Regions from separate parts of the Mus musculus genome. Here all the other regions are linked to region 1. The links are chromatin contacts, called in public Hi-C maps. All regions are on one chromosome and are shown on one strand. The core of a region is the stretch at or near the end of the contact, and the rest is flanking DNA. Distances in the headings are between cores, read along the strand shown.

Region 1 (3,168 bases), core at 499-2,998:
GTTAGGAAGCTGGGTCGGCGAGGAACGGGTTCAATCCTGGAACAAATCCCCAGTGCCTGCACTTGACTGCTATTTTAATGTAGACCTTGCAATTCATCTCATACGTTTTTATCATTCCTAGAGTTTCCTGGGAGAGCTGTGAGCTATCTCCACTACACTGTCAGAATAAGCTGCCTCTGGTCCTCCTGCCATGAGGGAGGAAAGCTGTGCTCCCCCTCAAAAAAGCTTTCATTAGGGTTTCTCTCCAGGGATGGAGACAAAGGACACATCCAAACAGGTGCCACCGCTAGGCCCTGCTTTGCTTTGTTTGTCTGCAGCCAGGCGGAAGCCAGGTGTTATCAGAGCTTTTCAGATGTGCGCCTCTGACAAAATCCAGGGTTTCTAAAGGATGAAAATGTAACTGCTTTAATATGAGGCCAGGAAAGAGTCACAGAAACGCCCTGGCCACTCTTGGGTGCTATCAAAAGTAGAGCTCTACTCTTATTTGCAAATATCCCTTCCCCTGGCCTCTTCCACCCAAAGCCATACAACCAAGAGACCCCAGAGCTAAACCCAGGCTTGCAAAGAATGATAACGGTAAAGGGCATCTTTAATTAAATGTCATTACAGTTTGGATAAGGTTGCAGTGTGGGCTAGCATGACACACATGTCGCAGCATGTATGTGGAGATCAGATGGCAGCCTGTGGAAGCTGATTCTCCCCTACTACATGGATTCCAAGGATTAAACTTCCGGAACACCAGGCTTGGCAGCAAACACTTTTACCTGCTGAGCCATCTCGCCAGCCCGCCATTTTAAATAATAGGGGAAATGTGAATGCATTTCTCTAGAGAAAGAATAATTTTCGGGTTTTTATCTTTTTTCAAAGGATCTATAACCTTCCGTTCCACTCAAAGGGACACTAGTTGAATTTAAGCAATTTGCCTAATTAGCTGAGTTTGATTCAGTAAGTAAGAATGTTTTGGCTTTATGTAAGAAATCATTTTTTTGCTATTGCTACTTCCAAGGAACGATGTTGATAGAGAAATCTGTCACCCCACTGTTTTTCATGCTGACCAGTCTAAGAACTTCGCAAATGCACCCATTCTGTTGAGCCAATTCAAGCGTGTCACCCTCCATAATTCTTAAAGCTGTTCTTCAGAAATGACGGCTGGCCTTGTGAGTCTGTGAGTTCAAACAGAAACCTTTGATGCCTATCTATTCGCTTCTTTCTGAAAACAGATCTTTGTTTATCCCAACACTCCCACCGTAAGGTGGACTCCGTACATAATTGCTCTAAAGACCAGTGGACTCAAGGTTCTCTCCACTTTGGAGCTCTCTGCCTGTGCACACAGCTTCTGCCCTGTGTCCTCTACCCAGTCCTTCCTTGTGTAAATAAGGTTGGCGCCTCTTCCGGAGATCCCAAGGGTAGAATCCTATTGGTGCCAGGTACTCATTACTGTAAGTGGCGCCTGTTACCCGCCTCGGGAGCAGAAGGCAAACATAATGATAACAACTCCCCACACCAGTGGCCTCCCCGACCTAGTTACTTATTTTTAATTAAGATGGCAATGCAACACCTTTCCATCTCCTCGAGGGATTGCTGTGTTCCAGTTTAAAGGGGGCTGGAGAAGATGGCTCTGTACACCCAGATCTTTGCTTCTAAAGACAGGAGAGGCCATGTTTTCTGGTTGGTGGTATTCGAGGCGGCACGAAGCAGGTGTTTTCCAGGAGGTGGCAGTGCGCTCTAAGGCAGGCTGGGCCTGCCTCCCGTATCACCCAAAGAATATTGTAATTGAGACATAGCATTATAATGCATTCCAGCCCACACAGCTGTGCGTGTCACCTCGGGAAGCTTTTTACCAGTTTCAAAGTCACCGCAACCAGGGTAGGGAGATGGAAGCATGGGGGGGACACAAGGCAAAAGTGGGAGGAGGCTCGGCGGGGGCGGGGGGGGGGGGCAAATCAGGGACACTTGGCTTTGTTGTGAGTGGAGTTTCAATACTGAAGAGCCAGGGGCCACCCTGATACATATTTACGACTGTTCCAGGCTCACCTCTGAGGACCAATAAAAGGAAGCTGAAGGACTCTTGTTTTGTCTGCATCTTAATTCCAGGTTTACAAGAAATATTCCATTACCCCAATTCAGAGGCCAAGCATCCTTCCTTTATAAATGAGATGTCTCCTTGTCAGGAGGGGTGAAGAGCATGGTGAACCTGTCTCCTCCTGAGAGGCGTGTGTGTTGGGTGGGGGTGGGGGCGGGGTGATGAGAGAAGAAAGAGCTTTGCCTGACCCTGTGGTTCCCAGTGCCTGTGACATCTCAGGACCAAACCAGAGAAAGCAGACCAAGGACTGTAGGAGAGGACTTTCCCCAGCTTTAGTCTGTTGGCAGAGGTTCTGTTTTTCACAAGTACAGCGGTAAGAATGAGTGGACCTGATAGGATCAGAGTCAAGGGCACTGAGATGACCATTCAGTGTCTCCATTTAGCTTCCTGGATGTGTTCATAGTGAGGGGGGTTGACTTCCTTTTCTCAAGTCTCTTGTGTTTGTGAATTTGTTTACTTATAGCTCTTTGAAACTTGTCTGAGACCCTTGTGTGACAGAACAATGAGGTCTATTAGATGAGTTGCTTGGGAAATCTACACAGCGAATTAGTATTTGAAGAAAGCGAGCTCAGCCTTTCTTTTTTTATTATTTTTTATTTTTATTAGATGTTTTCTTCATTTACATTTCAAATGCTATCCCCAAAGTCTCCTATACCCTCCCCCCACCCTGCTCCCCAACCCACCCACTCCTGCTTCCTGGCCCTGGCATTCCCCTATACTGGGACATATGATCTTCGTAAGACCAAGGACCTCTCTTCCCAATGATGGCCAACTAGACCATCTTCTGCTACATATGCAGCTAGAGACATGAGCTCTGTGGGTACTGGTTAGTTCATATTGTTGTTCCTCCTATAGGGTTGCAGACCCCTTCAGCTCCTTGGGTACTTTCTCTAAGCTCAGCCTTTCTCTACCCGTCCTCAAACATATCCAGAGGCTGCATTGTTCTAATTGAGTTCTGTCTTCTCTCACCCTCTCCGATGGGAAACTTGTTCTGTGCTCTCTGAAGAGGTCATCTGGAAAGCTCTCCCTACCACACACCCATATCTAGTTCTAAGAATAATCCAATTTACAATGCACAAAGTATC
Region 2 (3,168 bases), core at 487-2,986, 240 kb after region 1:
TAATCCTTAACCCCCCCCCCCCCACACACACACACAAAGTCTGACTTTCAAAGGTCTCAGGTCCTAAGAGGGAGAGAGATTTTGCCTGTATTTTAAGTTTTGTTTTGTTTTGTTTTGTTTTTCCAGACTAAGTCAAAAAGTAAACTGAGCTAGCTGCCTCGCCCCAGGAATGGGGTTTATTTCTATCCAGTGTTTCAGGATCGCCCCCCTGGTGTCTTTAGTCATGCTCTAGCTGAAGCCAAGAGTGAGGGTTTCAGTGGCAAGTAAAAGCCCCTCGCTGGAGCCTGGCAGAGTTTCCATAGCAGCTGGCCCCTCCATTAGCAGTTTCCAACCCCTCTCCCCAGATGAGTGTGAATGGGCAGGCTGGCACTTGCTCCTCCGGATTCTCCTTTTACTTTTATTGGGGGAGGGGGCTTTTAAAAGATTGACACTTCCACAGAAAGAAGAGGAAGAGGCGGAGATGGGAGGGAGGGAGGAAGAGAGAGGGAAAGGAGAGAGAGAGAGAGAGAGAGAGAGAGAGAGAGAGAGAGAGAGAGACACTTGGTTTTGTCCCAGTTCCATTTCCTCCTGATTTCCTTTGTAAAAGCAACCTTCAACTTCTGTATGCTGACACCATTACCTGGAACAGCAATCTGAGCCCATATAGTCTTGCTCTCCTCAAGTGTGGTGAAGACAGAGAGACAGTTATTTGACAATAAGTGACATATTTCTGGCAGGGTTTTCTATTCAAACATCGAAAGGAGATAGAAGATTTAACAAAAAATAGCCAATACTATGCTACTGCTATGTGCTATTCCGTGTACTTGTTTTTAATAAAAAACAAAACCAACCAAACAAACAAACAAAAACCCCCAAGCCATTGGTTTGTACTGAATTCCTTACTGCACCACATCCAACAGCCCAAACCAAATGGCGTCACTCAACCAAGACAGAACTAGGTTGCTTATCTGACCTCCTAAAAAAAAATCAGAAGAGAGAAATGAGCAGTCCTCTCACTTTGTTCTCCACTTCTGCCTTTCTGTTCCCTTGATTAGAACACTCACTGTCATATAGAAGGAGGTGCTTTGATTCTGGAGTCGCCATGAAAGGGCAAGTAAGAGCTTTAAACTTATCTTGATGTAATTTGGTTTGGGGCCAACTTGTTTGTACTGGAGATTTTGAAAACTCGTGTAAATCTCCTCATGCTGACTGGCTTCCATGCATGAGCTATTCTTTCCATTTGCCTGTTGCCAGATTAACCTGGGAGAAAGTAGAATCTCACCCTTTCCTCTTCTTCTAGGACTTTTTCCTCACTTAATCCTAACACAAAGGGTCCTTCTCTCCCAGTTTAGAGTGGTGGATCTGCCTTTGTAGAATAAGAGATCTTCATGTGCTGGGCCTGGCACAGATGAACTTGGAAGAGAAAGGATGAAAGCAGCCATGGTTTGGCTTTGCAGTAAGGGAAAACCAAGCTCTAACAACGACAACAAAGATTGAGAGAAAAAATGATTCTTCTTGTTAAAGTAAATTAATTAGTTGGATTTATATGAGGAGACAGAAGGGAAGGAGCCAGGCTGTGTCCCACATTAATAACTCCCTCAGGAGAAGCCAGATTGGATTGAAAGAGGAGGACGGGGGAGGGGCCTTCATGCCACCTTGGAAGGGAAGGATCTTGGGTTTTCCTCTTTTTGCACTCTGTCACCCCTGCAGACACAAGCACATATCCTGAGCCTGACATGAAAATGATGTCATCTTTCTTTTTGACTCACCAACCAGACTACATTAATCCCCCACAGCGTGAGGGCCAGCAGGAGGCTGCTTAAGGGACTTCAGGCCTGTGAATAAATGATGACCCAGTGGTTAGGGGGCGGTAGCCTAGATACATTCAGGATGCATTAAAGCAATTAGCCGAGAGAGAAGTGAGAGTACAATTTCCAATCCCCAAGAAGGACCAGGCCATGCCTGGAACTGGGTGGGGAACTCTACAACTGTAGGTTGGTGAGAAACACTTAGCAAAATGACTGCCTAGGAACGGATCGTGCATGGAGTCCTGCCCTTTGGCCTGGTTTCATGCTAACGCCACTGAGAGTGAGGAGAGGGTATGAAGATGACGGTGAGAGCCACAAACTGGATTGTCCGCAAATCGCTGCTCTTGAGCCAGTCCTGTCACAGATATTTCTAAATTGGTGCTTGCTCACTGGTACCCCCTGTTGAATCTAATTCCAGGAATGCTTTCTGTTTGGCCAGAGCCTTTGCTTTGGCCCAGTATTTAAAACAAATAAAACAAACAAACAAAATCAAAGCAATATTTTTAAAATTCAAAACAGATTTTATGATCGTCTTGCAAAGCCTGTGGTGTGTTAATGCTAGGTTGGCACTCCTGCCTGACCCCAGGATGCTGGAGTAGCTGGGTGCCCTCCATGTTGTCCCATGTTTCACTCTTCCCTGTCCCCCACTCTGCTCATTTACATGCATTCGGACCTCTGCATGCCATTTGAGTTTCTGATCTCTACTTCATTAATTGATTCATTTCGTTTACTTCCTTACTGGAACAGGGGCTTGCTGTAATGCTAGGGTTGGCCTGGAACTAAATATGTAATACAGGCTGGCCTTAAACACAAAATCCTTCTGTCCCAGACTTTCAATTCTGTGATTCTAGGCATGCACCCCCATGCCATCGTAGAATTCTACCTGAAATGGCTTCTGAGTTTGGTTCAATCAGAAGTATCAGGTAAACTCTGGAACTTCCAGGCCTGTTTTCTACATAGATCCCCCTTAATCCCTGCTCTCTAAAGGGCTTTCTTTCATCTGTCGGACCTTGCTTATGAACCCCCGTAGACACAGCCTTGACTCTGAGTCTGTGTCCTTCCCAGATGAAGCTCTGGAATATACGTGCTCATTTGTTTCAATCCATTTAGAAACAGTAGCAGACCAGGAAGTAGCCCTGAGAATAAAGGGACATCTGAACAGCCTTTAACCACAGCAATCTGGTCTGGGCCTGTGTGGAGGATACCTACCACAGAAGAGTAGCCAAGACTAGGCCAAGCTAAACACAATGATTTCAGGCAGTTTCATCTTCACTTCACCCATGAGATGTGAGACAGAGCCCCTAGGTCCTATAAACAGCCAGCCAGAGCATTCCTCCTTCCCTGATGCTGTGTGCTTCCCCAGAGAGTAAACTCCTAACCC
Region 3 (3,168 bases), core at 490-2,989, 140 kb after region 1:
TTCAAGCTTCTGCTGTAATTCACCAATGGCCTGCCATCCATCCCCTACTACTTTACTCAGGCCCCTGCTGACCTGTCTTTCTCTCTGTCTCTCTTTCATTCATTACATTCCTTAGGCAGACAACATTCTAAGACCAAGTACCTTTCCAAACCGTAGTACCTGTACCTGCCCTCCTACTCCCCAGTACATGGGCTCCTGGGTTACTGCACATCAGCACTGTTTAATCTTTGTTTCAGTTCACTGTTACCTACCCAGACAGCCCTTCTTTGGCTTGCCTGAACAAGCCAACCCAAAATACCCCCCATCCATCCATCTCCATACTACTTAATTTTACTTGCAATTCAGTGTTTACAAGGTCCCAGACTGATCTCAGCTCTCCGTTTTCATGTTGAACTGCCCATCTTTCCCTACAAAGAACAGTAGTTCAGAGAATAGACTGTGATGTACCAATTAGGCCCCAGCACGCAGCAAAATGCCTTTATGAACCTCCAAGATATTCTGGTTGAATGAACATATGAAACTTATGTTTCAACTTGAAATTTTAGGTAACCTGAGGTGATCTCTTGAGCCAAGAAATCCATCCTAAAATGCTGTCCTATTGCTTTGAAAGGTACCATCATTTCACCTAGAAGGCACCTGCCACAGATTCACACTGATCAAGCAGGAGGGAAACAGTCTCCTCTGAAGACAAAGACTTGGCTGCACGTTCTGGCTCACTCCAGACAGATGCAAACACCTGCCTGTTTCTTCTCTGCAGTCCGTATTGCATCATGAACTTCTAGTGCCACTCAGATGAACAAAAGCCACCCCTCTCAGCACCTGCATGATGGAAGCTTATTAACCGCTGTCCTGGGGGAACAGGGGAACAATAGAGAGGCTCAACATACTCTATAACATTTACTACCACTTCCGCCATCACTAATGGGATGTCAGTGACAAAGGCAACTCTGACCACTGAACGCCAAAGCATGAAGCACATAACAGTCTGTCCTCGAGGACTAGCAGCTATAGAACCATCAAACCTTAACTAAGAAGGCTTTCCATGGAAAAATCCATTCAAGCCTGGACGTGTCCAGGAACCACCATTTTCTGACATTCAGACTAATTTCATGGGTGAGGTCCTTCAAGACCCTTTTGTTGGCTCATTTGTCTATTTCTCCCACAATTTCCAAACATAGAAGCATTTCCTTCACCTCTATTCCCTTCAAGAATTTTACATAAAAAGATATCTCTACTGGGAGGTACTAGTTCTTTCAAGGCATTATTTTATGGGTACAGGCTCTCAAACACTGGAAATAAGCCAAAATTCAATTACCAGGGGATGGCGTTCAAACCAGCATGCGCTGAGGTGAAGATCTTGAAAAGTGTCTGTAAAGGATTTCCTTGAATGTGTGTTTTTTTGCACGGACACCACTGACAGCAAGTGTATATTCTTTTTAATGTACTCTAGATGTCTCTTCCTAAAGCTGTCATTGTCGTGAGTCAAAAACCTGTACCCTTTCAAAATTAAGTTAGGTACTAGGAATCTTTCATGGGCTGCCTGGGAACAGATCAAAGAGAAAAGAAGAGATGGTTTTCCACCGGGTAAGGAAAGATGAAATTGCGTGTGGCCCATTTCTGAACCACGTGTGAAGACGGTACAGGTTTCAAATTAACTATCCAACCCAACTTGACAGGAAGACTCAACTGCTGGGACCCTGAAGTTTGGATTCCTGTCACTCTGGCACCTCACTTAACCTTAGGTGGCTTGACTGATATCAGATGACATGCACTTTCAAGCACACCAGACTCTCATTGAAGAAGAGACACTAATTTGAATCATCACTGCCGTCCGTCCTCTCTTCCCCCTTTGTTCCTGTCTGAACCAATTTCCATAGAGTTTCAGAGACATCATCAGCCCATGCGAACGGGAACTCCCAAAGGAATGAGAACTGCATTAGCCGCGGAAGGGAAATCTAATTTCCAATCCAGTTGCTTTGTTGTTTCAACCTCCAAGGAAGGTTGCTACGTATGCACAACCCAAATTAAGTTTTAAAACATTACCATGATAAAAAATTAATAATAATAATAAAAAACTCTCAGGAGAGAAAAATGGCCCTTGGTACAAATCTCCTTATACAATGAAGGTTGGTGCCATGGGACTTTGTGGGTGGTCCGAACTTGAGGTTTCAATCATTTCGGCCAATAAAATAGTTAAGAACATGCAAAGCATTGCATGGGACACTTACCACTTATAGTGAATTAATTCTTAGTCAAAGGTGGTATTCATGTAAGAATTCTTAAATTACTTTGTTGACGTACCTCACAGAAACATATTATAATGGCCCAAATTACGGATTTCTCTATGGTATGGCAAGATAGGCCAATGTGATTTCCTAGTGCCCTACTTACTGGAATAAAGGCTTATGGCAAGACACCAGGGTGACTGCATCATTAATTAACCTGAACCACATACCGGAACATCACTGCTAATAAAACTCGCCTATAAAGAAAACATGTTTTCTCTACTGAGAATCCTGGAATGTGGGCCCCCGGCAGAGCCATTACTTTAATTAAAGGAAATTTTGATGTTTTGTATGAAATGTCTTATCATTGCGAGTTTGGTTAGATTTGGTTTGATCTTCAACGACTTACTACTCTTCCTTGCACGTGACTCATTTTCTTGAAAAGAAAAGACATCTGTACTCTCAGCGTTTGTTAATGTCTCTATGAATGGAAGGGTCACTATCTACAGAGTTTTTAAAAATATACTGTGAGCTGAATCCCAAGATTTGCTGATTCAGAAATCTATACAAACCTTCCATTTCTCTCTAAAAACACAAAACCAAAACCAAGCTGTCAGACAAGGACAAAGCCATAGCGAGAACGCAGGTGAGTGTAGGACTCTGCGCATTCAATCCACACAATGGGAATCACTTGACTTTAAAAGAGAGAGAGAGAGAGAGAGAGAGAGAATATATTAATGTTCTGAAAACCATCTAAAAATGCTTATTAGCATTTTTCACAATCTCCCACCTGGGAGTCCCCTTGTGAGGTCCTATAGGCTGTGAGGATTAAAATTCCAATTTATAGGGAATCTGACCTAGTAAGAAGATTGGTATTTCCACAATTACACAACTAAATCACCAGTGAAACCAGAAATAGAATCAAAAGGTTTCTGGAAAATAA

What was found. A called contact is a pair of places that touch in the nucleus more often than the background predicts.
Region 2: a Hi-C map of the N1E-115 cell line shows a contact between it and region 1, with 10 times the contacts expected there. The contact joins two enhancer-like sites. A contact is called at or near these places in 1 of 15 datasets of contacts at CTCF or cohesin (pro-B cells), 3 of 484 Hi-C or Micro-C datasets (the N1E-115 cell line, cardiomyocytes and nephron progenitors), 1 of 115 datasets of contacts at active chromatin or transcription factors (pancreatic cancer cells) and 1 of 9 other capture datasets (embryonic stem cells).
Region 3: a Hi-C map of the N1E-115 cell line shows a contact between it and region 1, with 6 times the contacts expected there. The contact joins two enhancer-like sites. A contact is called at or near these places in 6 of 484 Hi-C or Micro-C datasets (CD8 T cells, the N1E-115 cell line, bone marrow-derived macrophages and 3 more) and 2 of 115 datasets of contacts at active chromatin or transcription factors (cardiomyocytes and pancreatic cancer cells).

The regions. Positions count from the first base shown.
Region 1 is chr1:63,951,948-63,955,115 of GRCm38.p6, forward strand. No RefSeq gene overlaps it. Among named protein-coding and RNA genes, the nearest start is that of Gm13749, 11 kb to the right of the region's middle. Within about 2 kb of position 1,749, at least 22 of the 459 cell types and tissues checked have an H3K27ac peak or open chromatin away from gene starts, as enhancers often do. A contact at or near this core is called in the N1E-115 cell line, where this site is marked.
Region 2 is chr1:64,190,000-64,193,167 of GRCm38.p6, forward strand. The region is part of intron 1 of Gm35880 (a long non-coding RNA gene); the gene reads left to right. Among named protein-coding and RNA genes, the nearest start is that of Gm39654, 65 kb to the right of the region's middle. Within about 2 kb of position 1,737, at least 51 of the 459 cell types and tissues checked have an H3K27ac peak or open chromatin away from gene starts, as enhancers often do. A contact at or near this core is called in the N1E-115 cell line, where this site is marked.
Region 3 is chr1:64,089,997-64,093,164 of GRCm38.p6, forward strand. All of the region lies in intron 1 of Klf7 (Kruppel-like factor 7 (ubiquitous)), which reads right to left. Gm13748 (a long non-coding RNA gene) reads left to right here. Exons shown (of 3, transcript XR_003947836.1): 3 at 611-3,168. Among named protein-coding and RNA genes, the nearest start is that of Gm13748, 12 kb to the left of the region's middle. Within about 2 kb of position 1,740, at least 12 of the 459 cell types and tissues checked have an H3K27ac peak or open chromatin away from gene starts, as enhancers often do. A contact at or near this core is called in the N1E-115 cell line, where this site is marked.